Linked DNA regions of Mus musculus: regions 1, 2, 3, 4 and 6 are each linked to region 5. Evidence: chromatin contacts called from public HiChIP or PLAC-seq, Micro-C and promoter capture Hi-C data. All regions are on one chromosome and are shown on one strand. The core of a region is the stretch at or near the end of the contact, and the rest is flanking DNA. Distances in the headings are between cores, read along the strand shown.

Region 1 (4,430 bases), core at 1,310-3,809, 940 kb before region 5:
TCCTCTGGAGCTCGGGGAAGGGGGTCCCATGCCAAGCTTTTTATGTAGGTTGTGGGGATCCAAATTCAAGACCTCATGCTTGTGTGACATTTACCAACTGCAGTCTACCCCCAAACTCTGGCATGTATTTCGTGGCCAGAAATGGCTGTCTTTTGAATGACTTTCAACCTTTCCGAAACAAATTTATTTCATTGTTTTATCTTTTCACACAGTAGGTTTGAGTTCAGATGTAAAGTATATGAACACCTAACAATATAAAATTATATACTTTAGCAGTTTCACAAAATTTCATCCATTCTTATTGTATAAGCTTCTGTCTCATTTAGTATTGTAACTGTCATTTCTGATGTAAAAGCAGGTTGACTGAAACATTAATGTATCAGTAATTTCACAAGGCAGACTGGATGCTATTGAGATTAACTTGTTATCTTTGTCAGAGCTTTGCAATGCCTCAAGGGTTGCTGCATTGCCTAGGTTTGTCACATAATTTCAAGAAAATAAACACACTTCCCAGCTGAAGTGGCTCTAACCATATCTTCACTATGCTATGTTTTTGTTCCAACCTATCTCAGCTACTTTACAGTAGCTACATCTCAATGAAGATATCCAGGAAGAAATTTGAAAAACCAAAGAATGAAAATTTGAAAATGAAGTACAGTGGCTTGGAGTTGTGTTGACTGACATCAGTCGTTGAAGTATGGATTGCCCCCTTAGCTTCACAAATGATCCTCCTTAACAGATCTAGGGCACTTTACTAACTAGGTTCCTGGCTTTACTGTTAGTCCAATGTACAGTCCACACCTGAAGAAAGGGGAGTTTTTGATGTTGTGGTTTATTAACCAGGTACTTTCCATTCACTGTCAACAATTAGAAAACAGAAAGAAGTTTTTTAAAGAGGAGGGTTGGTGGGACCTCCTACTTGTTTTCTTTACTCCAAATAAGAAGCCGGAAACAATTAAGGAGAAAAAAATCCCCTATAGTTCACCTTGACCTGGCTGGACTGGGTCTGATGCCTGAAAAAAGTGGTGTTGTGTAAGCCACTAGTAAAAAAAAGTCGAACTGAACTTCAATACAATGAAAATTATTGGGCTCTAGGGGAAACTAGGAGCCAAGGTCTCCAGTATCAAATTAGAAAAGGAGCTCTTTCCCAAACCTAGAGAACTGTGTTTCTTCCTTCTCCTTAAGGTGTCGAGGGCGCTGACAAGACCTGGAGAGGCAATGCTACTACTTCCTTGGCTGTCCAGTTTAGCAACGCTTTAGCCTCACCCAAAACTGCAAAACTGAATTGCAAGCTTGTATTCATTCACTCTTCTGCTGCCATCTGCAACTTCTTGTTTCCTTTTACTGAGAAGGTGGCGTTTAAGGTCAAAAGATCCATTGTAACCAACAAAAGGCCAAAGAACCACAAACAGACCCTGGGAAAAAGCTAGGCTGCCCCTTTCAGGGCTGAGGGTCTACAAAAGGAACAACGAAATATATCTGACAGTAGAATACATCTTGTCTAAATCTCCAAAGTCTGGGAAGACCTCAGACAGATTTGGGATCAGACACAGGGCAAGGTCTTAAGGCTGCAAGGAAAGCGGGCAGTGAATACTCTGAGAGCAGTGTTGGGGGAGGGGAGAGGCCCCCGAAATCTACTTTGTATTCAGCAGCTGCGGGCCAGTAAGGATTCCTGAACAAAGGAGCACGCGGCAAGAGGATGAAATGTTGGGGTTCATGCTGCCACTCGAGCTGCGAGAAGTTTTCCACCTATACCGTTATGGAAGCGTTGGAACTCAGAATTGGGGGGCGAGGGGGTGAGAGAAAAGAGAACTCAGCATGCGATTCCTGTTGCGCCACTACGCACCAGGAATTCTTGAGAACGATGGGAATGGCAACTATTAGATTCGAGGGGGGAGAAAAAAGAGCTGGAGTGAGCAAAACAAAGAGCGAGTGTGGGCCGCGGTGACTTCATGCCTCACCAATGTCCCGCCCACGCTACTCCGAGCTGGAGCTGTTTGCTGCTTCTGCTGCTGCTGCTGTCCTGGGCCGCCACTGCGCTTGCTGGCGACCCAAGCAAGGAGCACTGTAGCGTGGGGAGGTTTCCTAGCAACTCTCAGCTCGGAGCACGCCCAGCCACCCGAAAGCTGGGAGCCCCCACGGGGGACCACAGAACTAGATCACCCCATCCCTGCCCATCGCCTGCCTCTCTTCCCTCTCATCCCAGAACGCATCAGCTGCCAGGGTTCTGGGTGGCCAGACGCCTGAGCCGACAGAGTCCGAGAAAGGACAAGGGTACGCAGCTCCCTCCCAGCGAGGTGCATGGAACATCCCCTTCTAGCCCAGTAAGCAACTGGGATGCCTTGTTGGTTGCCCGCGAGTGCAGACAGGAGCTTCTAGGGAGCTCGCGGAGCTGCTTCCCCAAGCTGCTGGCACCCGTGTCTCCTCTCCCGCCAATCGGAACGCTGCCGCCTGAACCTCTGCTAGCTGCGACTAAGTGGAGTTGGCCTCCCTGCCCACCTGTGGAAGAAGCTAGCACCGACTGATGCGCCAGCAACTCCCCCACCCCCTTGGCCTTCTAGCCGTCCCCTCCCACTAAAGCAGCATCACCCTGTGAATTACATTAGGGTGGTTTTCCCCCCAGCCTCAGGCTTTGTTTGGGTTTGATTGTGTTTGGCTCTTCGCTAAGCTGATTTATGCAGCAGAGCCCCATCGGCTGGGGAGAAACAAAAGCTCTTTTCTTTGTCTGGGAGCGGACTGTGGAGCCCGTACTTGCTTCGCCCCCGCGGGCCATCGGCTGTCCAAGGAGGTGCTTTTTGTTGAGACTGCAAGCCCCGCCGTGCGGAGCTGGGAGGGCCTTAAGGGCCCTGAGATGCAGAGAGCTGCCCTGGACCGAATACCTGTATCGCCTACTGAGAGCAACTGGGTCGGCCAACCCGGCCTGTCGAAAAGGTCCTAGGGACTCGCAGCCCACGGGCCTCAAGGTGCGCTCTCAAGTCGGGAGAGCGCATCAGGAAAGCAACTAGGCAGTAGGCACCGGGCGGGCTGCTTTGCATTATGTGCGGCTCGGCCCTGGCTTTTCTGACTGCTGCACTGCTCTCTCTGCACAACTGCCAGCGAGGTCCAGCCTTGGTTCTTGGGGCAGCCTGGGTATTTTCACTTGTTCTCGGACTGGGCCAAAGTGGTAAGTTATTTTACTTTGTTTTCTTCCCTTCTCCCAAAGTCTTGGGCTGGTATTGAGAGCTTATGGCCTGGGCATCCCTGACAGGTAAGTGGAAGATGTCAGTCCTGGTCAGTCCTGCTGAGACTTCAGGAGGGCAGGTGTGTAACAAAGTTCTCCATAAAGAAGCCAGGTATCAGGCATTTTCACCCCTAAGTGACAGCAATAGTCCACAGTGCTGGGAAAAGTTTATTTGAGTTGAAGTTTGGGAAAGAGTCTGTTGTACTTACAGAATGCAGTTTGGGGGTTCCAGTATTTCCTGAGGATATCACTATATAGTCTGTATTCCCCAACTTTTCACCTTAGGGGTGGAGCATCATCCACTAAGAGCCTGTGGCTAAGATGGTTTATAAAAGGAAAGAGTCTTTCATTTATTGGTCTAAGAAAGAACAAGTTTCTTCTGCCATAACATTCAGCTTGAATGAATTAATGCCCTTGAGGAATATCCATTCATGGTTTAAGCCACTGCCCTGCGGAGGGGTGGGATTGTTAAATTATTGTGGCTAAATGATCTGTCCCCTAAGTTTGGTCTCTGTTACCAAGAGGTCACCTCTCTATAAACTTTTATTGTCTTCATCTGTAAAACAGATATAGATGCCTACCTTTCCCAAGTCATTTCTAGTCAGACAGTGCATGAGAGGGGGCTTGGCACTTTAACATGTTAGCATTGTATTCTTGGTGACTCATGAAACAGAATAAGTAATAATAACAATCTAAGGATTAAATTTACCATAGAGGCCAAATGTTTTTTTTTTTTTTTTTTGCAGATGGAGTTACCATTGCCTTATTTATTTATTTATTTATTTACTTACTTACTTACTTTTCCCTTCGGGTTACTAATCCCTTAAATTTTATTAGAGACTTACTGTAGTCTCTCAACCTTAAAGGAGTTTTAATTAATAGCCTCACTTCTGTTGTAAAACTGAAATTTAGTCCTTTACTTTAAATTGGTGTGCTGGCTTTCTTCCTGAAGTTAACTAAAGTAAATACTTATATGTAAAAGTTTATAATAGAGAAGCCCAGGCAATTTCTTCTAATTATTGCATATATAGTTGTCTAGCATTAGTTTTGGGTGAGATTTTCCTAGTTGTATCAAACAGGACAAACTAGAGTCAACTTTCATTTTGTAGTTATTTTGAGACTTTGAGATTTCAAAATAAATGAAACCTAATACAAAGGAAAGAGTCACACTCCTTATCAAGTATCTTTTGAATGGAACATGTGTTTGCCA
Region 2 (4,671 bases), core at 1,094-3,593, 920 kb after region 5:
TGGAACCAACCTCTGTCAAAGTGATTAAGTCAAAAGAGACCTGGCACATATGGAGCATCAGAGCAGGACCATGATGCCTTGAGAGAGTCAGGGTTGATGATTTTTATTATGTCCTCGTGGAAAATTCTCTTAGGGCTGGCTCAAGGTTTACCATGTATGTGGGGAAAGGAGCAGGTGTCAGTATATACATGCACACATGATGTGCCTGTGTGAGGTCAGTAGATGACCCTGGGTGTTGGTGCTTAGGTCTCTTTCTCCTTTTTTTTAAGAAATGGGGCTTCTCATTGGTCTGGGGCTTCCTTCCCTCCTTCTTGTTAGGTCACCGTCAGCCTCACACGTTCCCTTTGTCTCCCCCAAATCAGGCCATCTCCTCTTTGCAGTTTTCTCTGTGTAGAGAGTTGAACAGGGTGCAGTGGCCTTCCAGTGCCTCACTCCATCTTCTGCCCCAAAGTTGTAAGTATAGTTCCACCTCCATATCCAGGCTAAAAACCACTTTGAACTAACTGCCTTGTGATTCACAGCATAGTGGGCTAGGTCACACACTGTGGAACTCCCCCAAACACCTTCAAACTACAAGCATGGGATTCCTTTTGTTTGCCTGGAACTGAAGGGTCCATGACTCCCTTCAGGACTCCTGTCATGCCCGTCAGCGGTGGCTGTCTCTAACTCAGCTCCTAGCTATATCCACATACAGAACATTAGGAAGTACCATGATAGCCTAGGCAAAGAACTGAAGACCAGAATGTAGGTATCTCCTGGGAAGCCTTGTAGCCCTGAGTTGTTACCGGTATATAGTGTTGTGTCCATGAGGTCACGACCTTATGAAATTAAGGGCAGACGCTCTGGCCTCCTTCACCAGCAGATGGCTGATAGAGACTAGCTGTTAAGGTTAGGGCAGAAGGTGCTATGCCCAACAAATGTGCTATCTGGCAAGTTTTAAAATAATAAAGCTGTCTAGTGATTTCCATCTGCAGAGCAAAGGTGGGCAGAGAAAGAGAAAAACCAGGGCAGTTGATGGCAGCTTGGCAAAACTAAGCCTGGATAGGCTGAGAGTGCGATCGCAGCTCCCGGCAAAGGCGGAAGCTGGCCATTCTTGGAGCTAAGTCGGTAGCGCGGTCTGTGGTCTGGGCAAAGGCAGAGGCATGTTTTAAAATGACATGCAACACGAATGTGCTAGCAGATGTCCCGGTCTAACCAGATTAAACTAAGGGAGCTGGTGATGGAATGTTTTCCTTTAAGTCCTGATGCTTCTTTTTCTCTTCCTCAGAAAAAGTTAAGAAGCATTTTCAGAGCCCTGGCAAGCATGTAGCCACTCCCCAGCTTGGAGCCAGTTGCCCAGGTTTTATCTCAGCTCAAAACTCAACACCTTTGCTGTCCTGGGTTATGCTAGAGCCTTGCCCTGAGAATGTCCCCTTGTCATAAGGCACACTGTTGATCCTTGTCCACAGAGGATTTTGGAGGGCTAGCCCTAGAAGAAGGGGCTTCTGAATCCCCCACAATGTTCCTTATCTGCCTCTCTTCCCAGAGCTCCCGGCTCTGGTCCAGCCACTTTCCCACATCAGTTGAAAATAACATAAGGACATAGCTCAGTTAATACAAAGGCATCCCATCACTGTATAACTGGGTGAGACCACCACACTTGTAACCTCTGCGCTGGGGAGGTAAAGGTTGGAGGATCAGAAGTTCAAGGCTGTCCTTGGTTATGGAGTCTAGCCTGGTATACACAAGACCTTATTCTGTACTTTTAATTTTTAAATGTTGCTATTGTTGTTTGAAATAAGACCTCTCTATGTAGCCCTGGCTGTCCTGTAACTTGCTATGTAGTCTAGGCTGACCTAGAATTCATGGAGATCCACCTGTGACTGCCTTCCGAGTACTGGGATTAAAGGTGTGCACTACCACACATGTCTGAAATTCTATTTTTTTTTAAAAAATAAAGCCATATATTATGCTAGATGTGGTGGTGTATACCTGTTACTTTCAGGATCTGGGACCTAAAGATCAGGGGTTCATGGCTAGCCTTGGCTAAACAGTAAATTTAACACTAGCCTGGGGCTATGTGAAACTGTGTCTCAAAAACCAACCAACCAACCAACCAACTCCATAGGAGAAATGGTTCAGTGGTTAAGAGCACTTGCTGCTCCTGCAGAGAGTTTAAGTTCAGCACCCAGCAACCTTATGGTGGGTGGTTCATAACCATCTGTAAGTCCAGTCCCAGGGGGATCCATTGTCTTTTGACCTCTGTAAAACACTATAAATAACAACACAACATAGATTTATTTACAGCTTTGTCAAAAATTAGAGAGCTATTTTCAGTTGGCCTCCTCCTTCCTCAAAATAGTGTTGCAATCTGTGAAAGGGTGGAACCAAAGCCAGAAAACACATCTACGTAGATTCAGCTAAGCTAGCAGATAAGTCATAAAATTCACAAATTTTGGGTTCTTGTTCCAGTTTTCTAGTGCCATGGAAAAGGGTCCTAGAGAGGTTTCTCTGTCATTGGTAAGGTATTTCTTGTATGGAATTGGAACTGAAAAGGACAATTAAAAAAAAAAATCCAATTTCTAGAGTGGTTATTACCCCACCATTTTTCTTGAGCATTACTTAATGTGAGGTTTGGCATGTTGTTTCATCTAGTTGACCATCCACTGCTAATTTTGTGTAGATTCTGTAAAGCCATGGAAAGCACATGAGAACGGAGAAAGACATGAAAAACTGTTATCCAATGCAAGGGGAGCTGATATCAAAACCTGTCCTGTGCCGCCATCTAGTGGCAGGATGCTGTGCTGGCAATGACGGTAAGACCCCTCTTTCTGAGTTGGGAAGGTGTATAGGTCACTTGCTTGCCTAGTATGTTGTTAGGCTGTTGGTCACTATGACAGAACATCTTAAAAATGGAGAGGATTTATTTTTGTCGGTGATTTCAGAGGTTTCATCCCCCAACTTCTGGCTCTCACACACATATCTATAAATGTACCTTCTGCCGTGACTTAGCTTTCATGTGTTTACCAACAGTACAGTCAAGAACCTCTTTCAAAAAGGTTTATTAATGTATCTTGTATTAAGCTCTTTAATTCTAGATTTTTTTGAAATGTGGATGAAAGGAACAATATTGTCCTTTATTGACTGTTGTGTTCGGCCAGCAGACCACAACCTGGGTTCTAGCCTGGAAAGGCATTTTGGAAACCTGGAAGAGAAGAGGGGCTAGGTGGCGAGAGAAAAGAATGTAGCCAAGACAGTTACTCTGATCAAGGCTCAAATTTTATTGTTGCGACACTAGTTATGAAGGAAGGGGGAGGGGACCCGATTCCCGCCGAATAATCTCTGGTCCAGTAGAAAGGTGCACGTGTGTGGCTCCTCAGGTTCCAGCAGTGGGCGTGGCAGAACGAATGAGCAGGAAGCTCCACCCCGAGCAAGCAGGTTTCAGGCTGGGGGAGGGGAGACTACATCTCCTCCCTATTATTAACAAAATAATAAAAAAAAAAAGAAAAGGCTGGCCTGAGGGGGAAAAATTATCTATGCTCAAATAGTTCTGCCTGGAATCTAGGGCTAAAGAAAAAACTTGCTTCACTGGGATTCTTTAACCTTTCTTATGGTAAACTGTATCTGGCTTAAGACTGTCCTTTCTAGTAAACAACTAACTGAAAGGCCTGGAGCTGCAGACTCTGACTTTATAATGCTAATTAGTACTTGGTAGGTAACTTTCTAGTTGAATTTTAAGTAGGGCGTTGGAACTCTGGCTAAGTTTGACTGAACGATGTGAAAATAGCACTAAGTTGATATTCCTCCGCATTTTTGGAAGATAGGTGGGAAACAGGGAGAAGGCGTTCGACCGGCTCTTTTATTTGGGTGGGAGGCAGTGAAGGGCTTGCCCTTTCAATAGTACGTCTCCAATCTCTCTCCCCCCTATTAATTAAGTTAAATAAGGCAACGCTTAACTGAGGTGATCAAATGATTTTCTCATCCGTAGATGAGTGGGCTTTTAACCTTGGCTTGGGTGGACATGGACCCGATTCCTCCCGTGGGTAAAACCCACACATGTGGCTCTCGGTACCTTTTGGGGAGGCGAGGTAGAGCCGGAAAATATTTTTTATTTTTAACCAAAATTTGGTACCAACCTCTTTCAAACCGGGTTTATCTCACAGGAAACTCAGAAATGGTCAAGCCGGACCTTCCCTTGCAGTAAGTATCTCTGCACCAAGCGGTGCCCATACTGAATTTGTACAATCACAAACCAGTATGCACAGTTTTGAGTGCTGTGCAGCTCCTAAAGGAGAATTATCAACCTCAGAATTAGCAAAGCCTAAGCAAGAATTATGTCGTTAGTAACACCACGATTTGTGGCTAAAATAGGAGCTGGAAGTCGTTTTTCCTCATCCCTGTTTTTTCCACAGCCTATTGAGCTAAGGACACCTTGCAGTAACAGCAAGGGTGAAAAGCCAGAGGTCAGCTAAGGGGCTAAGCCTGTCTATCAAAATAAAAACCAATCTTTATTAATATAGAAATATCTACTTTTCTAGCCCTCTTGGTAAACCTAATTTTTAACTCAGACTGAAAGCCACATGCTGGAAATGTCCTGAGACTGGGGGTAACAGCTGCCACCTGTGTGCTCTAGGGGGGCAGGGATGCACATCCACTGGTCCGCCTCGGGAATGTTGATTTACCTGCTTGAAA
Region 3 (4,516 bases), core at 325-2,824, 900 kb after region 5:
TTCTTAACAGTATCACCCTGGGCTGGGTCCTGGGTTCTATAAGAAAGCAAGTTGAGCAAATTGTGGGGGAGGAAGGAGCTAATAAGCAGCACCATGGCCTCTGTATCAGCTCCTGTGCCTTGTGTGAGTTCCTGCCCTGACTCCCTTCAATGATGGACTACGATGTGGAAGTGTAAACCAAATAAACCCATTCCACCCCAAGTTGCTTTGGTCATGGTGCTTATCACAGCAATAGAAACCCTAAATAAAACACCTCTACGGGATATTCTAATTTCTAATGTCTGCTTAGGAAATCTAACTGGAAAGGGGCTGGCACACTGTTGCCACTGTGGGGTGTCCCTGTACCTGGGCAGTGGTAGCAACCATGCCTAGCCTTTCAGCAAAATGGAAGGGACAGGGAGATGGAGTGGTTGAAGAGATGTGTCCCAAACCAGGCCCCAAGGACCTTGCCTTGTTTCTGCCCCTTTTGAGTTCACTTAGCATGGTGACCTGAGCCTGTCACCTGCTTCTACTCTCTGGTATAGGACAGAAGGTTCTTTGGTTCTCATTATCATCTCTCAAAGCTTAAGCTTCCCCTCTGGGATGCTTACTCTCAGAAGAACCCTCTCAGACCTGTCCCAGGGAGTTGCCTGCTACCTCTGGTGCTGGACCCCTAGGGTGTTCACAGTCCCCCTCTCCCAGTCTCTCAGGTATCCAGTCAGTTATTTTCAATTCAACACACACCCTTGCTCAAGACCTAGCCAGTTTTCATTTGACCCTGTTCTCCTAGGGTTCTGCCTTGCATTAACCATCATGACTCCTCTGTCCACTCTCATTCAGAGTGCATCCGGTCAAGGCAAGTGGGCACTCTCCCTCTCTCAGTGGGCACCAACATTTCTCTCTAGTCAATGGCTATTTGTACTTCCTCTATGGGTGTCTGTTTGCAGGCTCACACGAGATCCTCAGCAACAGAGAGCATCCTATCCTTACACCTGCTTAGCTTTCCCAGGCAGATTCTGGAAGGCTCTTCCCTCCATCTTAAAGGCTGCTTCGTACAGAGGTAGATGACATCTGTCTTACCTATGTAGACTGTCTTTCTACACAGGTGAGGATGGAAGTCTCACGGATAATCACTATCTACTAATTGACTATTACTTGTTTCTTGGCCACTGAACTCAAACATGAGGGCGTGATCCTGCTCTGAGGGACCTAAATCTGAACTTACACGCAGAGCTTCCCAAGGTTGTGTTGATGGCAGGTCCAGTTTGATATGAGGGCTCCTCAGTCACATGGTATTTTTTTTTAAACACTTAGAAAGGCACACAAACCAGAGCACATTTTGCTGTGCATTCACAACATAATATTTTTCAAAGGGAGAAATATATAGGTAGAACAAGTGTAAAACTGAGAAAATCCTATGAATAACTTTATCTATGTGAGTAACTTACGTCAGGGCTGACCTGGGCCACCTCCCCTGGCAATGGCATGTGCCTAATCAGTTTATGAGAACAGATGATCTGCTACCAAGCCGCCACAGAAACTGCTGTAGCTGCGAGTGCCTCCACCCACATCTGAAACAGGTGGCCAGACTGCTGTCCTTGACCCTGGCTTCCCTTCTGCCTGGCCCTTCCTCCTCTTCCCTCCAGGTGCTGCCCTGTATATTGACTTTTGAGGTTCTGTTCCTCATCCAAACCAGTGCCATTTCCTCTTCTGGTCCCACCCATCCTTCCCCTAGTTGAGAAAGTTCTCAGATTTCCCCTTGCTTGTCCACGATTGTCTGATGGGGGAGGAAAAAAAAGCGAGGGGACTTTATTATCTGAGCCATGGCCTTTAGGGTGTGACTCCCTCCCATCTGTCAGGCCTCACAAGGACAAGCACTCTTGCCAACCCAGAGGCTAAGTGCAGGACAGTGGGAACAGGGGGCATTTGAATAACTACACCTCCCCTTTTTTTCTTTCTACTGTCACAGGAGATCCTTCTTTTAAAAAGAGAAATTCAGCCTTGAAATGCAGACCCAGTGGGGAATTTGGAACTTAGTTCCAATAAAAGGAGAAGACTAGTCCTTCTTTGAAGGCCTGGCCATGACTTCAGGGGAGCCACATCCATATAGATGCGGCTCCAATAGTGCCCCCAAGAGAAGACTGACGTTGACTGAAGCATCCTAGACACAGGGAAATACAGACTTCATCTCCACAGGCTCTGCCCCTAATTTCTGACTCATTGGATCCTTATCAGCTGTCTTCTGGGTCAGCACACAGCAGAATGAGGAAGATTGTGAAGAGACTCAAGACCAGCAACAAGCCAAGACAGCTTCACATTTTGCAGTGGAAAAATTGCAAGTAGATGAAAGTTTAGAGAATGGGTTTAGAGAATGAGGTGAACCGTTGCCAGCTTGAATGAGGCTTCTCCGTTGCATGTCTGCCTTCCTTTTGCCCAGGATGTTTTTGTTGAGCATGAACAATTGCAGCAGGCAATAGCGACATCTGCTGTTCACAACTGCCTCAAACCTGACAAGGAGAAGACTGTGGCTCTCACCCTCCCAGCAGTTCCCTGCAGATTCCACAGAAACCAAGTGCTGCACTCCCCTGTAATCGTCCAAGGTGACATTGGGGATTTTATTTTTAACACAGAAAAAGCAGATAAGGCGTTTTCTTAGCTACTTACATATACTCAGTATAGCATTCTTGGACCAGAGGGACCCACCTCTCCTGTGACAGGGGGGCAGGGTTTAAACATTGTTATATAAGAATAGAACAGGAACGAATGCCTCACAGGTTGATGGGAGATTAAAACAGAAAATATACTTTGCAGGTTAAGGGTTGTGTTAGTTAAAAAGAAGTTTCTGTTTGTTGATGCTAAATCTTAGCTAAGTCGGTTTGCCCTGAGTTAAGTCCTTGCTAAATAAGTTTTCTACTTGTAATTAAGAGTAAGTTCCTGAAGCCGGGCGTGGTGGTACACGTCTTTAATCCCAGCACTCGGGAGGCAGAGGCAAGCGGATTTCTGAGTTGAGGCCAGCCTGGTCTATAAAGTGAGTTCCAGGATAGCCAGGGCTATAATACAGAGAAACCCTGTCTCCAAAAACAAAACAAAGCAAAGCAAAGCAAAGCAAAGCAAAGCAAAGCAAAGCAAAGCAAAGCAAAGCAAAGCAAAGCAAAGCAAAGCAAAGCAAAACAAAAAAAGAGTAAGTTCCTGTAGGTCAGGTCTGATGTAAACTGCTTGTGACCCCATTCTCGAGGTATCTACCCTTGCCTTTGTTTCTTCTCTTTTTTTTTTTTTTTTTCCATTTTTTATTAGGTATTTAACTCATTTACATTTCCAATGCTATACCAAAAGTCCCCCATATCCACCCACCCCCACTCCCCTGCCCACCCACTCCCCCTTTTTGGCCCTGGTATTCTCCTGTACTGGGGCATATAAAGTTTGCAAGTCCAATGGGCCTCTCTTTCCAGTGATGGCCGACTAGGCCATCTTTTGATATATATGCAGCTAGAGTCAAGAGCTCCGGGGTACTGGTTAGCTCATAATGTTGTTCCACCTATAGGGTTGCAGATCCCTTTAGCTCCTTGGCTACTTTCTCTAGCTCCTCCATTGGGAGCCCTATGATCCATCCATTAGCTGACTGTGAGCATCCACTTCTGTGTTTGCTGGGCCCCGGCATAGTCTCACAAGAGACAGCTACATCTGCGTCCTTTCAATAAAATCTTGCTAGTGTATGCAATGGTGTGTTTCTTCTCTTAAATTGTATCTTTTTTAAACAATGAATAACTACCTAACCTCTCTCCCCTGTGAATACCTCGTCTTTCTTATAAAAGGAACTTCAAGAGGAGTGGGTGCCTCAATTTATGGGGAGACAAGGCTGGCAAGTCCCAGGTGCACTCAAATACAGCTTACTCTAATTTGGACAATTGTGGATCTGATCCTTTCTTTCTTGCCAATCTCAGGATCAGCAGAGTACCAGACACTGTTAGCTTTTACTCTTTCCTTTTAATTTCAATTTCTCCTTATATAAGCTAAGATTTGGCTCTGGGTTCTACTCCCTGGTTAACAGCTGTTATACCCTTCCCCACCCCCATGCCTCAGAAGCCTTATGTGAAAAGCTACCAGCACTTTTAACTCTTGTTTGACTTCTTGAGGAAGCTACATTGGAATCAGCCACTGCTGTTTGGGCAGCAGGCACCAGCTACTTTAACATCACAGACTCTGTGCACTCTATGTGACTCTGACTTTTTTGCCCCAGTCCAGGGTAGAGGAGCACTCCTCCAAGGGGCCCCACAGAAGACCCATGATTAGTTCAAATAGGGTCTTTAATTTGCCTGAATCACTAGTCTGTGATTGGAGCCAACACTCTGGGTACTCCATTTCTAGCTGTGTAAGTGGGCTATTCAGCTCACTTTAGGAGTTCACTGGAAGACAGCCTCCTGTGTCTCCCAACAATTGCAACATTAGGCCAATAAAAGGCTTCTACAAAGTATCTTTCCCGCCTACTTTTTGTTAGTAGCATGTGCTGATGGGGCAACACAAGAGAAGACAGTGAGAG
Region 4 (4,307 bases), core at 1,135-3,634, 540 kb after region 5:
GAAGACATAGAACTCTCAGCTCCTCCTGCGCCATGCCTGCTGGGATACTGTCATGCTCTCACCTTGATGATAATGAACGGAACTTCTGACTGAACCTGTAAGCCAGCCCCAATTAAATGTTGTTTTTATAATACTTGCCTTGATCATGGTGTCTGTTCACAGCAGTAAAACCCTAACTAAGACAGTGGGCTTTGAGGCCTCCTCCTATGCTTAGGCTCTGCCTTGTGTGGAAGAGAACCTCCTCCTCACAGCCTGTGGAAGATAGACTCCTGTTTGTAGAACTCTTAGCTCATTCTCCAGCACCATGTCTGTCTGGATGCTGCCATGACTCCTACCATGATAATAATGGACTAAACCTCTGAAAGTATAAGCCAGCCCCAATTAAGTGTTTGCCTTTCTAAGAGTTGACTTGGTCATGGTATCTCTTCACAACAATAAAACCTAACTAAGACATCTAGTATCTCCAAAATAGAAGGACTGTTCAAAGTGGCCAGGCATGGCCAGGCAGAGAAGGGACAGCTCCACACCCACTTTCTGCTGCTCTCAATTGCCTGCTCATCCCCATCTATCTCTTGACTTCAAGACCCTATTTGTGCTCTGTCTTGGGTCCTTAGTGGTCTTTGTGCACAATAGAAAATGGAGTTTTTTCTAGCCCTGGAGGCTGGGTAGCATTTGGACAGTGGCCTTGTTGAAAAGTGTGGCCACAGCTGGGCATGGTAGCCCATGGCTTTAATTCCAGGACTAGGGAGGCAGAGACATGTAGATCTTGGAGTTTAAGGCCAGCTTAGTCTATAAAGTGAGTTCCAGGACAGTTAAGGCTACACAGAGAAACCCTGTCTCTGAAAGAAGAGATGGGGAGGAGAGGGAGGTAGGGGAGGAGAGGAGAATGGAGGGAAGGGGAGAGGAAGGGAGGGGAGGGGAGGGGAGAGGAGAAGAGAGAAGAAAGAAGAGATGAGAGTGGTCACAAACTCCACCCACATCACAGAACAACCAATCTGGAAGAGCAAACTTTGGTCTTGCACAGCAGCCTGAATGATGGAAGTTGAGGGTTTCTCTCTTCTAGACCTGCTGTCAAGTCAAGGGGAGGAGGAAGGTAAGAAAGCCTTCCCCAATGTAATTTTTGTGCTTCTGGTCCTTGCTGCTCTGGCAGGGCAGAGCAGGGGATGAATTCTTCGCATCCTAGCCCATGAGACTGCACAGCTGAGCCTCATCTGATCTCTTCTGAGAACTCTGTTCCCAAGCCTTAAGGAAGGATGGGCTAATGGTGCCCTAGCTTCAGGTGTAGCTGTGGAAACCCTACTCCATTCACCATTATAATTTGTGTTCAGGAGTGTGCTGGGATGGGCCCTAGTTCCAGGGATAGAGAGACACCAGGATGCTGGGAAGAGTCTGAGAGGGCTCCCATGGCACCCTAACAGGTCCACCAGCTTTTGACCCCAGTTAGGCAGGTCATCATTATGCTCCCATATATGGTCATCACTCATAGAAAACCGTGTCTTTTACCCAAATCTGTGACAGTTACCATGGCTCTTCCAATAATCACACGAGCTCCTATCATTTTTTTTTTAATTGGGTGCATGGAGACAGGTTGATGTCCGGAGGAGGCTGCCTATTTCAGATGTCCTCACTTGGCTGGGGATGAGCTGCTTGGTTGTAAGGAGGGTCTCTCCTGAGGGGGAGAGATGCCAAGGGTCCACGATGAGCATCCAGGGACTGGATGGCAATAAAGAAGAGTCATTTCAATGAAGAGGCGCAGAATGCAGACAGGGGAAGTCCACCCCTGTGACATTCAGTGCTCCACAGAGATAGGACATTGTGTAGCTCATGGGTGGAGCCCTGAGTTTAGCCTGTAAGTCAATGCTGCCCAGCCAGGATGACCATATGTGTCTCCATAGGGTGTAGCTAGGGTCAGGAAGCAACCAGAAGTGAGGTTTTGGCAGGCTGCAGGGCAGATGCAGCTCTAGGGAGCCAGGCAGGCATCTTCATTCCCCCAGAGGGTGAGTGGTGGGCTAGGAGAATGCTGAAGCCTGAGGTGACCCATCCTCCTTGCTGACAGCTCCAAGGAGACCCTTTCCAGTTAGGCCTCTTACACTTAGACACCTGTGTTTAAGAAAGAAAAAGTGTGTTGCACTGAAAAAAAAAAGAAAGAAAGAAAGAGAAAGAAAAGGCAAGAAAGAAGAGAAAAGAAAAAGGAACGAAAAAAAAGAAAAAGAAAGGCAGAGTAACCTCCAGGGCCACATCCCAGTACAGCTGCAGAGCTGACACAGGCTTTGTAGATAGAACAGCGCCCCCTTGTGTCATTTGATTTAACCAGGCCCTCTGTGAACACAATTTCTCACGTAAATTATGCGCAGGACCAGTATACGTCCACCAGATGTCGCAAATGTCTTAGTTATTATTGGGGCAAAGAGCATGTTATCAGCAATTGAGTATCCGGTGCCTCAGTAAATAAATACATTGTGGACAAGAACTTTCTCAAACTGGATCTTCAACCCCAGACTTTGAAGGTGGTGGAAGGGGGACCAAGGACTTAACCTTATCTTCAGGTTAAAAATGAGTTTGAGCTTAGGCTACATTGCACATGCCCGTAATCTCAGTGCTTGGAAGGCAGAGCTGAAAGGATCTAAAGTTTGAGCTACCCTGGTCTACATAGTGAGTATCAGGACTTCCAGGAATACACAGAGAAATTATGTCTTGAAAACAAACCAACCAACCAACCCAAAACATCATCATCAACATCAAAACTTCTAACATTCAAGAAGCAAAAAAAGGACCTGATCAACAAGAGGAAAGCCATGCCTACTGATGGAAACCCAGCCAACTTCCCAGGGCTAGTGACAACATGGGTCTTGAACCTACAATCACCACTTTACTAAATATTCTCTAAATACATTGTAACTGTTTTTCCTTATCGACGCAGAGGAATATAGTTCTCACCTCTCATCAAGGAAACTTCTCTTTGCAACAGATGAAGACCGTTACAGAAAACCACAACCAATCAAAATACAGAGTGTGGAGCCCAGTCTCAATGGATATCTATATCTATAAAACAACTCTCACACCTAAGGCTCAGGAATCATTGCAGAAGAGGGAACAGAAAGATTATAAGGGACAGAGGATCAGGGAGTTTTCTGCGAGATTGTGTTTCCTAGGAATGTCAGAAGCTAGACCACAGAGTCTCACCATCTTGATCACCTGAACATGAGCTGAACACAAACAATAACATGTATGTAATGTGGTGAATGAGGAGACCCAAGGGGCTCAGCCCTATACAAGGTCTGCAGACAACTAAGGAATGCTGAGAGCAGGAGAAACATATTCTCCAAGAGAAAGCACACCAACGAGTTATTCAACACCAAAAGGTTAGCCCTGAGAATACACACACACACACACACACACACACACACACACACACACACACACACACACATTCACATGCACACCCAGGGATAGGGTCCTGGACTTGGCCCCAACAGTGTACATTCAATGGTGGTAGGACTTGCCCGAGAACCACACCCCTTGCAAGGACACTGAGCATGTCCTGCTGTGTGCTCATTGTGTGAATTTATGTCCTATATCTTTTTCTATCTGCATTTCCTCACCTCTGTTCTCCCTGCTGCTCTGCTAAGCAGGACCTTCTATTCCCTGTAAACATGCTTTAATGATGGCATGGCATCTTTACAAGCAACTGCCTCTAATAAGAACTCAGCACTGGGGATACTCATTTTCTTTGGGTCCCAGTCTCCCCGAGGAAAGTTTATACTGTTAGACTTAGTCTTGTTTTGTGGACTGCTCCTCTCTCTGCTATACCATGCCCTCCCTGTGTTAAGGGAGCAGGCCCTGGTGTGTTGGTGTGCTGGTTCCTAGGGCTTTTATGTGTATTTTATTGCAGACTACGCCCCTCACAAGAGCGCTGAATCAGCACTGGGCACAGGGCAGGAAGGGGCAAGGCCTTCCTTTCCAGCCTCCTCCCTTTTCCCTTCCTGCTCCTTCAGAGGCCAGGCACAGGCCAACTGAACACAAAGGAGTACAATCAGTTATTTCTTACAGCAGTCAAGCCACAAAAACAACCCCCCCCCCCAAACCAACCTACAGAGGCAAGCCTAGGTCTACACCAGCTTAAAACCATAAACAACAAGGGCTCTTAATGACTCCCAGTGCAGATCTCTTCTATGGCTTGTACTGTGTTCAAAACTAGTTGATCTCATGACTCATGATCCTTCACACACACAGACACACAGACACACACACACTACAGTTTAGTACCTTTGACTAGTATGTATATTCAAATATCTTTACTTATTCAA
Region 5 (4,701 bases), core at 2,051-4,550:
GAAAAGAAACCTTTCTCATTCATGTCATATCTGGGCCCAAGTTCCTCCTCCTAAGCTATTTAATCAAGCCACCTGTAGAGCTGCTTCAATCTCCTTGCCTGACTATTCTCAACACTATGCAGATTCAAAGTCCTGCCTGGCCTTTGGCCTCCACTCCAGGAGGCTGATATTTCAGGAGTTAAACATAGTATTCAAGCTGGGGAGGTCACTCAGTGACAGACTGCTTGCCTAGCATTCATGAAGCCCTGGGTTTGATTAGCAGCACCACATAACCCAGGTGTGGTGCTGCATGAATGCAATCCCAGCTCAACTGTGCCTAGAAGAAGAGCAAGTAGAGATATGCAGTCAAGAACAGGTAGGTCAGTGGATAGAAAATTACTGACAAAACTACCACTGTGGGTGATATCAAGAACAGGTGATAAGGAATTTGGTTAGATTCCAAGGGTGGGAGGCTGTCACTAAACTGACCCATCAGGTTTACTTGCTAAAACTGGACTAAGCAAGCAGAGCTAAAAGGCTAAGTTAGAAATAAGATTTAGAGGATGGCTCAAGTTTGGTCAAAGGAGAGTCTTTGTTAGGGATTGTCATTTCTATAGCAGAACTGGTTTTCATCAGATTTTAAGGAAAGTGCCCTACTATATTGGTTGGCTGGCCCGGCCTGGAACTCATTATATAGACGAGGCTATCCTCAAACTCACAAGATCCACTTGCTTCTGCCTCCCAAGTGCTGGAATTGAAGGAATGAGCCACCATGCTCAGCTAATATAAAATTCTTAAAATAACTGCTATAAAATCAAGCAAAACGATTTAAAGAAATATTAAGCCAACCACAGTACAACAGTACATAGGTTAAATTAGGATGGTACTACGGGAGTGGCTGTCCTCTTGGCAATATCTCATCTAGCTAAGCCTTCTGTTACATGGATAATAATATGATAAGAGTTCCTAAGAAGCAGTTTATTTGTCACCAGGTCTCAAGACTCAGCCAGTGTTTTAATCAGCTCTGGCTGCTATAACACAACCCAGAGCTTATCAACAACAGTTTATTTTAACCGTTTTAGAAGGAGCCTGATATAAAGACATGGACTGTCAGGTTCTGGAGAGGGTCTTGTGGTCATTGTACTTCACATGGGGGGGCAGCAAAATAAAGGATAGAAGTTCTAAGATTGCTAAGTTTTATTCATGAGTGACCTCATCTAACCACAATGCACCAAAGACTCTTGACTCCAAAAATCAAGGGACAGAGTCCCAGTATCAGAGTTTAGGTCTTGGGGATGCAAACATTCAGCTAGAAACTTGCAGCTCTTGGTCCTCAGAAAAGTTAGGGTTGTCCCTGTTTCCTGGATACCAGTACTTACCAACAGGGAGCAGAACCTTTAGGACATTTTGTAAATCTAAATACGCTGCGATTACTTCTCTAAGGCAAGTTGTCTAAAGAGAACCACAAGGAACTCTCCAATTCATGCCTGGTCTTCAGTCACTATGGCGAACTGGATCGGGGCGGTGCTTGAGGTGAGACTGTGTATCTATAATATAGCAAGCACTTCTGAGCTTTCTAAGATCTAGTGAATTGGGATGTGTATGGGAGGAGATTACTATAGTATCTTCAGCTCATAAAATGGAGTAGGCAACATTGTAATTTACTCCAGCTTCTTTACTTTACTGCTACAGCTTTGTCATCACCCTAAATACTTGAGCAAGGAAACACTAGTAAAGTACAGAACCAGACTCCTCACTCACTCTTACAATATGTCAGACCTCAGGCACCAGACAAAAACACCCAAAGCTGAATGTGGGGTCCACGTCAATAAATGTGGAACGCTTTAAGCCTAGTGTGTAATGGTGTCCTGTCCCAAGGTTCTTTTTAGGGACTTATTTCCAGCTTTGGTACACTTCATCAGTCGCTCATATGGTCGGTCCCTGGTATCTTGATTTCATGTCTTTGGAGAGAAGCTAGGGGCCGGTTCAGGAGCATTTGACAAAGTGCTTTGCGCAGCTAGCTGTGAATTCCACTTGCCTAGAAGCTTACGCTAAAACCATGACCAGAGCTGACCCACATGCAGCCAGGCTTTCCTTTGCCCGGACAACCTTGTGAGACCTCTAGGAGCGAGAAGCGCGCCAAGAACGCAGACTCTAAGGCGCACTCGTGGCCACCCTAGAAGACAAGTCACTAATCTGCACCAGCAGCCAGCCAGAGATACGACAAATAAAATGGAAGCTCCTGCTCGGTGGGAACACAGGCCTCGCGCTGAGACCGGAGGCCCCGGCAAGCTAGGTGAGCAAAGAAAGCAGGGCGAAGGGGATGTACCCCAAGTCAGCTTCATTCAAACCCCGAGGACACCAGACCCCGCCTCCCAACACCTCGGTCCGCTCAATCGCCGCGCGCTCCGGGTGTGAGCTCGCCCCGCGGGGAGCGGCTTTCAGCTGAGGGGGCGGTGGCAGAGGCGGTTCGGGCAGCCCCACTCGGCCGATAGGCCCAGGCAAACAACACCCATTTCTCCCTCCCCCCCGCGCGGGGTTCAACTCCCACTCGGCCCCGGCCACGCCCTGCTGCCACCGCCCCCTCGGGCAGCTCTAGGCTCCGCAGCCAGGCCGCGTTCGGGGGCGGGAGGAAGGCGGTGCCTCAATCGGAATAGCCGTCAAAAACTACGAGGCCCGAAAGCCTTTGCGGGAGAGGCCCGCCCGCCTCCTCCCACGACTCACTGTGCGTCAGCGGCCTCATCCAATGAGAGCCGAGCCAGGGAAAAAGGGCGCCCGGGTCCGGATGCGCCTTAGGAAAAGCCATGCTCACGCCGAGGGGGCAGCTGGCAGTCCACTCAGACCACGGGATCGCAGGGAGCTCACGCTTCCCCGCGCTCGCCCCGCTCCTCTCCCTTAAGCCTAGCTCCATGTCTTCCTTCCGCGGCCCCTCGCAGGATGCTGCGGCGCGCTTTTGAGTGGAGGGCGCCGGGAACTGAGTAGGGGGCGGGATATCCTGAGACAACAAGTTTGGCTGTATGGAGGGCCTGCCGGCAGCAAACCGCAGCTAGCTCACCGAGAGGGCACGCTCCGCGGGCCGGGAAGGCAGAAGCCGAACAGCAGCGAGCACCAGCCGGGCAAAGGGGAGGAGAAAGGGCGGCCCCAGCGCCCCGGCCCCGGCAGGTCGGCGGCCAATCCGCTGGGGGAAGGGGTGGAGAGTCGGCGGCGCCGGCGGAGGCAGGCCGAGGGGGGTGGGGAGTCGCCGCGCTCGCGCCGCCCTGGCTCCGCCCCCCGGCCCGCGCCGCCGCCCTCGCCGCGCGCCGCCGCTGTCAATCAAGGGCGAGTCAGCCGGGCTCGGGCGGAGAGAGGAGCTGCTACGCCACAGCCCAGCGGCGGCCATTCGCGGAAAAAGAGGCAGAGCCTGTGCCAGCTACAGCCTCCTCCGAGCCACCGCGGGCGGGCGGGACCGGCCTCTCCTCCCGCCTCGCCCCCACCCCCACCCACCTCTATCCCAGTGTCTCTGAGAGGGTTTGTCCTGTTAATGCGGGATGAGCGGTACGTATTCTCCACCCCCCTCGGTCTCCTTCACCGCCTCCCTTCGTCCCTCCCTCCCCAGACCCTGCTCGCTTCCCCCTCCCCCGGGGCCGCCGAGATGCTGGAAGGGGAGGAGGAGAGGGCGGGAGGGAACCAGGGGGAGGGAAGGAGGGCTGTGTTTTGTCTTAATGTCTGAGCTAGAACAACCTCCTTCTGGGTGTTGCTCTGGAGCCTATGGGTCGGGTTTCAAACCACGTTTCGTGAGAGCCCCCTCCTCCCTACCCTCCTTCTCCCCCACCCCCTGCCGGTGTGCACGGATCGCGGGTTTACGGAGATTAATGTTCAAGAGGAGGGAGGGGGAAGAAGGGAGGAGAACGAATAATAATAATCCTAATAACCTGTTGTCGTGTGTGTTGGTGGTGGTGGGGGGTTGTTGCAGATCAGAAGAAGGAGGAGGAGGAGGAGGCGGCAGCGGCGATGGCTACAGAAGGAGGGAAAACCTCTGAGCCAGAGAATAACAATAAAAAACCCAAAACCTCAGGCTCCCAGGTAAAAGCAAACGTTAAAAGAAAATTCAACACAAAGCTTTAGGGAAGAGAGGGAGTTATGCTCTTTAAGTACCCAGAAGTAAAGAACAGAATAAAAATGTTTATCCATTCAAAGCATCTTTCTGAGTGAGGAACTTAAATCGTAAATTCTTGAAGATTTCCCATCGTTGAGGCTATAACGATGTTTATATTACACCAGGAATTCAGACTGTTAGAAGAAGGTGTCTATTTTCCCAAGGGCATTTTGAGTTTAGAAGAATAACACTTTAAGAAAGTTTACCAGAAAATTCCTTTTTATTTAAACTTTATGTAATAGGACTTGCCTTTTTATTCATATAGCTTCTATCACCTGCTTTTGTTCATATTTCCTTTTTAATTCTGCTGCCTATTGAGTGTGTTCTGATACTTAGAGCTCTCAAAATAAATAACCCCCTCCCGACTGCTGTCTTCCACTAAATCCGCCCACTTTTTTCCCCTCCCTCTCCTTTCCCCTCCCATTTTGGGTAGGACTCTCAGCCCTCTCCTCTGGCTTTACTGGCAGCTACTTGCAGCAAAATAGGGACTCCTGGTGAAAATCAAGCAACTGGACAACAGCAGATTATTATAGATCCAAGCCAAGGATTGGTGCAACTTCAGAATCAGCCACAGCAGCTAGAACTGG
Region 6 (4,769 bases), core at 236-2,735, 770 kb after region 5:
TGTAGGAGGAGGTGACCGGAAGTGGGGGGGCAGTGAGCGGAATGTAACGTGAATTAAAAAACCATGATTACTGTGTGGGCAATTCTAAAACTTTCCTGGTGGCTGACTTAAAAATTATCTAATTGCATGAGAGAATCCTAAGAACAATCCTTTAAGGTAGCACCGAAGAAGAAAATACCTAGGAAAGGGAAAACACAGCCTGGAGAACAAGAACTGTAGCAATTCAGATCCTTGCCCATCTATAGGAAGCCACGACAGAACAAATGCTTCCTCAGCCCTTAGGTTTCCGCAAGCCAATAACATCACAGGAGCTGTGAGTCTCCAACTACTGTCTCCTTTCATGACATATAACTAAGACTTCTAGTCAAAAAAAAAAAAAATCACACCATTGTTACGATTTTTCAGTAAATACTACATAATAATCAAAAAATAATTTTTAAAAAAAGTATGAGTAGGATGTACCAAGGTATTCCCAAGCTCTGCTGAGTAGGAAGGAAGTCAGTGAGAGCTTACTGGGGCTTTCTTGAGTGGCTTGAGGATCACCAGGATGACAAGCAGGCCCTCCTTTTAACATAAAAAACATGTCTGGCCTGCTCAGGTCGTGAGATGCACTTACAACACAAGGAATGCTCCTTCACCAGGAAGTCATATCTGAACACACCATCAGAAAGTCGATATTTGAGATTCCCGGGGGTCCGACCCTCTCCCGCTCTAGGGGGCGTCCCGGAGTACTGAGTGCTCCCAGCGCTAGCAGCTCACCCAAGCTCTTCCAACTCCTAAGTCTCCCCCTCAGCAGTGGCGGCTGCCAGGGCAGTCCCGACGCCCAGACACTGCTGAGTCTTCCAAAACAAGCACGCACGTCGCAGGCCACCTGCAAACAGGACCTGCGGGAGGCCTAAGACTTTCTGTGAGACGGGGCTGGTTGACTCAGTCACCGGACACCTGCAGCTTCCCCACAGAAAGCAGCAAACAGCCCTTCTTCCTGCGATGCCCCGGCGCCCGGGTGCGCTCAGGTGCATCTAGGGGGAAGGGTGGCCGTCGCAGCCCGAGGGGCGCCCCCTAACCCCGACGTCCCAGGCCCCGCTCCAGCGGAGTCCCGCCACCTCCCCAACTTCCAGCCACGGCGTGGCGGGCCCGCGGGGCAGTCGAGGGCTCCACGTGCGCGCCCGGGCCACTCACCCGGGCGCCGGCGGCGCTCCGCTTCCTCCGCAGCGTGAGCCCGCTCCGCAGCAGCGCAGGCAGGTCCCTGAGGCGCGGCCGCAGAGACGCGGCGGGCGGCTCGCGCTCCGGCTCCCGGGCGCTCGGGCTGCGGCGCAGAGGGCCATCGGCCGGGGCCGCCGAGGCCAGGGCCGGACTCTCGCAAGGCGGCTGCATCTTGACAGAGCCCACCGCCATCCTGATGCCCTGACGGTTGCGGCGGCGCCCGCGGCTGCTCTCCTCCGCGCTCGCCTCCGCGCCTTCGCCAGGCAGCGAGAGGGCGCGACTGCGGCTCAGGCGCGGGACGCGCTGCCAGCCGCTGCCCATTGGCGCGCGCCCGGCTGGGAGCCTCGGCCCCGCGCACCGCCCCGGCCCCGCCCAGGTGCTCCCCGCCCCGCCCCGCCGCTCACCTCCGGACGGCTGAGACACTCCCACCGCCCGCGGAAGGGGCCCTGGAGCGGCGAGTGCTCTGAGCCTGCATAGGTGCGCCATTCCCAAAAACCTCCTCCCGGACCCATTCCCCCGAGTCTAAAAAGTCCCTTTGCTCCAGCCAGGAGTGGCCTGGACTGCGACCCAGAAGGCTCAGAGGTCTTCCTCCCTCCGGCGCTTAGCCTAGCCCCACAGCACAGTCGGTATCCTAGAAAATGTTCAGAATTGGTTTCTTGGGACAACATTGCCCACTCAGTGGTCGGTAGGCGCGCTCCTCATAAAAGGGGGAGCGGAGAAAACTAGTTGGGTTTGATGGGTGCTTAGTAAAATAGGTGCAAGTCTGGTGGCCCGAAGATGAATCTCTGTTGACATGTTGGAACCTGACCTCCCTGGAAGCCTTCTGTGTCTGGTGAATGTGCTTGGTAAACTGTAAAGGCTTAGCGCAGCATGAATCACTGCTTATACAATTCCAGGAGGTAGGAATTGTGGAGTGCTCAGTGGAAACCATTCCAGGAAGGCCTTCAACTCCAAGGGGTTGTGAATCTTCAACAAGGCCTTTAACCCCTCAGCACTAGGACGCTGAGACCCACTCTTTACCTATGACCGCCAAAGATCTGAAAAACCTTTAAAATGACAAGTAAGGATCCTTGACAAGGTTACTATCTCACACAGCAGATGTTTGGCCAAGTGCACACGGGAAATGTGGCCGAGTAGGGAGAGTGGAGATCTTGCCCTTAAGAAAAGGGAAATTCAGCCTGATGTAGATAAATACTAAGAGGAAATCAGGTAGTCCCTAAACTCTTGCTAATTATCAAGTGAATGTAAATACTAAAACCTCCTGGGAAGAGCAACCTAAGCCAGGCCAAGAAATTTACACAATGTCTTAAAGCTTAGAGCCCTTCAAGGAGATTTGAAATTGTGATTTCAAACTCTTAGGTGGCTCACATAGGGCCAGAGGGAGCCTTTGGACCTGGAGGCTATGTCCTGTTAGAGAAGGGTGATGTCATAATGAAGAAGTCGGGGGAAATAGAATTTGTGTTGTCCGCTTACTGCAGAAGACTTACATTTTGTCCCCTTAACCTATGTACATTTATTGAGAAGGAGTCAGTAATGAGCTCTATAGTCTGTTATGGTTTCCAAATGTCTGTGATGCAGATTTATCCAAGAATGAAACTCTACATCTGTATCTCTAACATCAGTCTCTTGATTTTTAGGTTAAAATGTGCCAGCTAAGGGGTTGGTACTTGGTTCCAAGGAGTTCCCAGGACACTCCTAGTTAACATTCTGATCTGTGGGGCCTTCTGCCAGTCATATCATCCCTGAGAAGTAACATTTGAATTATCTATGACTTCACTCCGCTACAGAAGAGATCGCATATGTTCTGTCTCCTAGTTGACATTCTCGGTCTTCACACATGTTCAAGCAGCTTTTTTTCCTTTGGCTTTTTGTTTGTTTTTGTTTTTGTTTTTGTTTTTGTTTTTTTTTTTTTTTTTGAGTCTCCTGTAGCCCAGGCCGACCTGAGCACCGTATGTAGCCGAGGATCACGTTGAACTTTTGGCACCCCTTCTTTGTCTTCCAAGTGCTAGGATTACAGGCTTGCACTGTAATCCTAGATTCACAGATTCACAGATTCACAGTTTTCAATATAAGATTTAGGAGTTTGAAACTTACACCATAGAGTCTATAGAATCGGCCATGCCATGTATCTAAGGCACAACATCAATAAGGACTTTTGAAAAGTCTATTTAGGTTAAAGTAATAAATAATAAAGGCCACACATACTTAGCATAAAAGTAAGCAGGTGGGAACCAGGAAGGTAGTTTGTCTGCTAAGGTGATTGATTGCCTTGCAAGTCCAAGGACCCAAGTTAGATCCTAAGAAACTATGTTCAAAACCAACCAAACAAACAAGCAAACAAGAATAAGGAAGCAGGGCATAATTAGTGTCACCTCTTTTGATCCCAGGGCTGGAGAGGTAAAGACAGGTAGACCCCTGGGGAATTGATGGCCAGCTAGCCTTATCTAAAGGGGTAAGCTCAGGCAAGTAGGAGACTCTATATTTAAAAACAACAACAACAACAAAAAAAAAAATCCAAGTATGAAAAGAACCTGAGAACTGGCAGCCAGGGTTGGCCTCCACATGCATGCACACACATAAGGATATTCACCTACACACGTGCATTTGCACACACACACACACACACACACGATATATCAGAAAGAGCAGGAATCTGTTAGTAGAAAATTCACACCACTCCTTTCAGACAAGCCCACCCCAGCACCCTCTCCTTGCCTTTTGCCCGGAGTACCACCCTTCTGTAATGCTATGCTACAGCGCTTGCATCCTGAAAGGAATATTCTAGGGATTTTTTTTTCCAGCCTTTTGAAACTTGTGGCTGCTGAGCACTTGAAATGTGGCAAGTGTGACTGAAGAACTAGGTTTTTAACTTTATTTAATTTAAATTATATAAATTTAGACAGCAGCATATGGCCACTGGCTATCCAATATGGCACATCCTAGAGATTTCTCTCGCCCAGACCATTCCATTTCTTACATTCAAATGTCACCATTTCAAGGAAGCATTTTATGACCGTGTGATATAAAACCACAGCCCTTCCCAAGCCTTTCACAGAGCTTGTTGCCTTCCAACATTCTACATAATCATTCTATATACTGTACAGACTTAGTCTCTTGCTGCCTCTCTGAAACTAGAAATACACCCTGTGAGAGCAGATTTTTTTTCTTTTGTTTAGTATTTTAGCAGTCGACCACAGTCATTGAATAAGTGAATGCTTTCATGTATGCAAACTCAGTTTTTCAAATAAGGCTTCACCTGGGTTTAAGTAAAATTATCCTGGCGTTGTATTATTGAAAGCTTAAAGACTATGGGTCCTGCATGTACAAACCCCGCAGCACTCTAACAAGACCACTAGCCAGCCTGAAGTCTAAGGAACCAGAGCTGATGATTTTTTACGAATGGAAATGGCATCATCAAGGCTACACTTGTGGAAATGCCTGTCGTGAGAAGCCACAAATTAGACAGGCTTTTTGTAGTGAAGAGAAATTGGAGAGCTGGAAAATGACCCTGACAGTGAACTATCTGCAATGTCATGAGGGCTGAACTGCTGCAAGAGTGGGGCAAA

What was found. Promoter capture Hi-C pulls out the DNA fragments that hold promoters and counts their contacts. Hi-C and Micro-C count contacts between places; a contact is called where the count stands out from the background. HiChIP or PLAC-seq counts read pairs in DNA pulled down with a chosen protein or histone mark.
Region 1: a promoter capture Hi-C map of hippocampal neurons shows a contact between it and region 5, with 3 times the contacts expected there. The contact joins the promoter of Itgb8 here to the promoter of Sp4 in region 5. A contact is called at or near these places in 1 of 39 promoter capture datasets (hippocampal neurons), 1 of 484 Hi-C or Micro-C datasets (embryonic stem cells) and 1 of 115 datasets of contacts at active chromatin or transcription factors (astrocytes).
Region 2: a Micro-C map of embryonic stem cells shows a contact between it and region 5, with 5 times the contacts expected there. The contact joins the enhancer-like site here to the promoter of Sp4 in region 5. A contact is called at or near these places in 3 of 39 promoter capture datasets (the C10 cell line, hippocampal neurons and stem cell-derived epiblast-like cells), 4 of 484 Hi-C or Micro-C datasets (cortical neurons and embryonic stem cells), 1 of 115 datasets of contacts at active chromatin or transcription factors (embryonic stem cells) and 1 of 9 other capture datasets (adipose tissue).
Region 3: a contact with region 5 is called in a promoter capture Hi-C map of hippocampal neurons, with 3 times the contacts expected there. The contact joins the enhancer-like site here to the promoter of Sp4 in region 5. A contact is called at or near these places in 2 of 39 promoter capture datasets (the C10 cell line and hippocampal neurons), 3 of 484 Hi-C or Micro-C datasets (cortical neurons and embryonic stem cells) and 2 of 115 datasets of contacts at active chromatin or transcription factors (astrocytes and large pre-B cells).
Region 4: a contact with region 5 is called in an H3K4me3 HiChIP or PLAC-seq map of bone marrow-derived macrophages, with 5 times the contacts expected there. The contact joins the enhancer-like site here to the promoter of Sp4 in region 5. A contact is called at or near these places in 2 of 39 promoter capture datasets (hippocampal neurons and stem cell-derived epiblast-like cells), 2 of 115 datasets of contacts at active chromatin or transcription factors (bone marrow-derived macrophages and pancreatic cancer cells) and 1 of 9 other capture datasets (liver).
Region 6: a contact with region 5 is called in a Micro-C map of embryonic stem cells, with 4 times the contacts expected there. The contact joins the promoter of Rapgef5 here to the promoter of Sp4 in region 5. A contact is called at or near these places in 2 of 39 promoter capture datasets (hippocampal neurons and pre-B cells), 3 of 484 Hi-C or Micro-C datasets (all in embryonic stem cells) and 1 of 9 other capture datasets (adipose tissue).

What each region holds. Positions count from the first base shown.
Region 1 is chr12:119,236,405-119,240,834 of GRCm38.p6, reverse strand. Itgb8 (integrin beta 8) reads left to right here and starts at 2,559. Exons shown (of 14, transcript NM_177290.3): 1 at 2,559-3,163. The coding sequence starts at 3,037.
Region 2 is chr12:117,383,588-117,388,258 of GRCm38.p6, reverse strand. No RefSeq gene overlaps it. Among named protein-coding and RNA genes, the nearest start is that of Gm5441, 49 kb to the right of the region's middle. Within about 2 kb of position 2,343, at least 16 of the 459 cell types and tissues checked have an H3K27ac peak or open chromatin away from gene starts, as enhancers often do. A contact at or near this core is called in adipose tissue and embryonic stem cells, where this site is marked.
Region 3 is chr12:117,401,654-117,406,169 of GRCm38.p6, reverse strand. No RefSeq gene overlaps it. Among named protein-coding and RNA genes, the nearest start is that of Gm31482, 62 kb to the left of the region's middle. Within about 2 kb of position 1,574, at least 18 of the 459 cell types and tissues checked have an H3K27ac peak or open chromatin away from gene starts, as enhancers often do.
Region 4 is chr12:117,763,063-117,767,369 of GRCm38.p6, reverse strand. No RefSeq gene overlaps it. Among named protein-coding and RNA genes, the nearest start is that of Cdca7l, 79 kb to the left of the region's middle. Within about 2 kb of position 2,384, at least 20 of the 459 cell types and tissues checked have an H3K27ac peak or open chromatin away from gene starts, as enhancers often do. A contact at or near this core is called in bone marrow-derived macrophages, where this site is marked.
Region 5 is chr12:118,300,039-118,304,739 of GRCm38.p6, reverse strand. It overlaps Sp4 (trans-acting transcription factor 4), which reads left to right and starts at 3,300. Exons shown (of 6, transcript NM_009239.4): 1 at 3,300-3,513; 2 at 3,932-4,041; 3 at 4,548-4,701. The coding sequence starts at 3,507.
Region 6 is chr12:117,530,644-117,535,412 of GRCm38.p6, reverse strand. It overlaps Rapgef5 (Rap guanine nucleotide exchange factor (GEF) 5), which reads right to left and starts at 1,485. Exons shown (of 26, transcript NM_001373989.1): 1 at 1,180-1,485. The coding sequence starts at 1,395.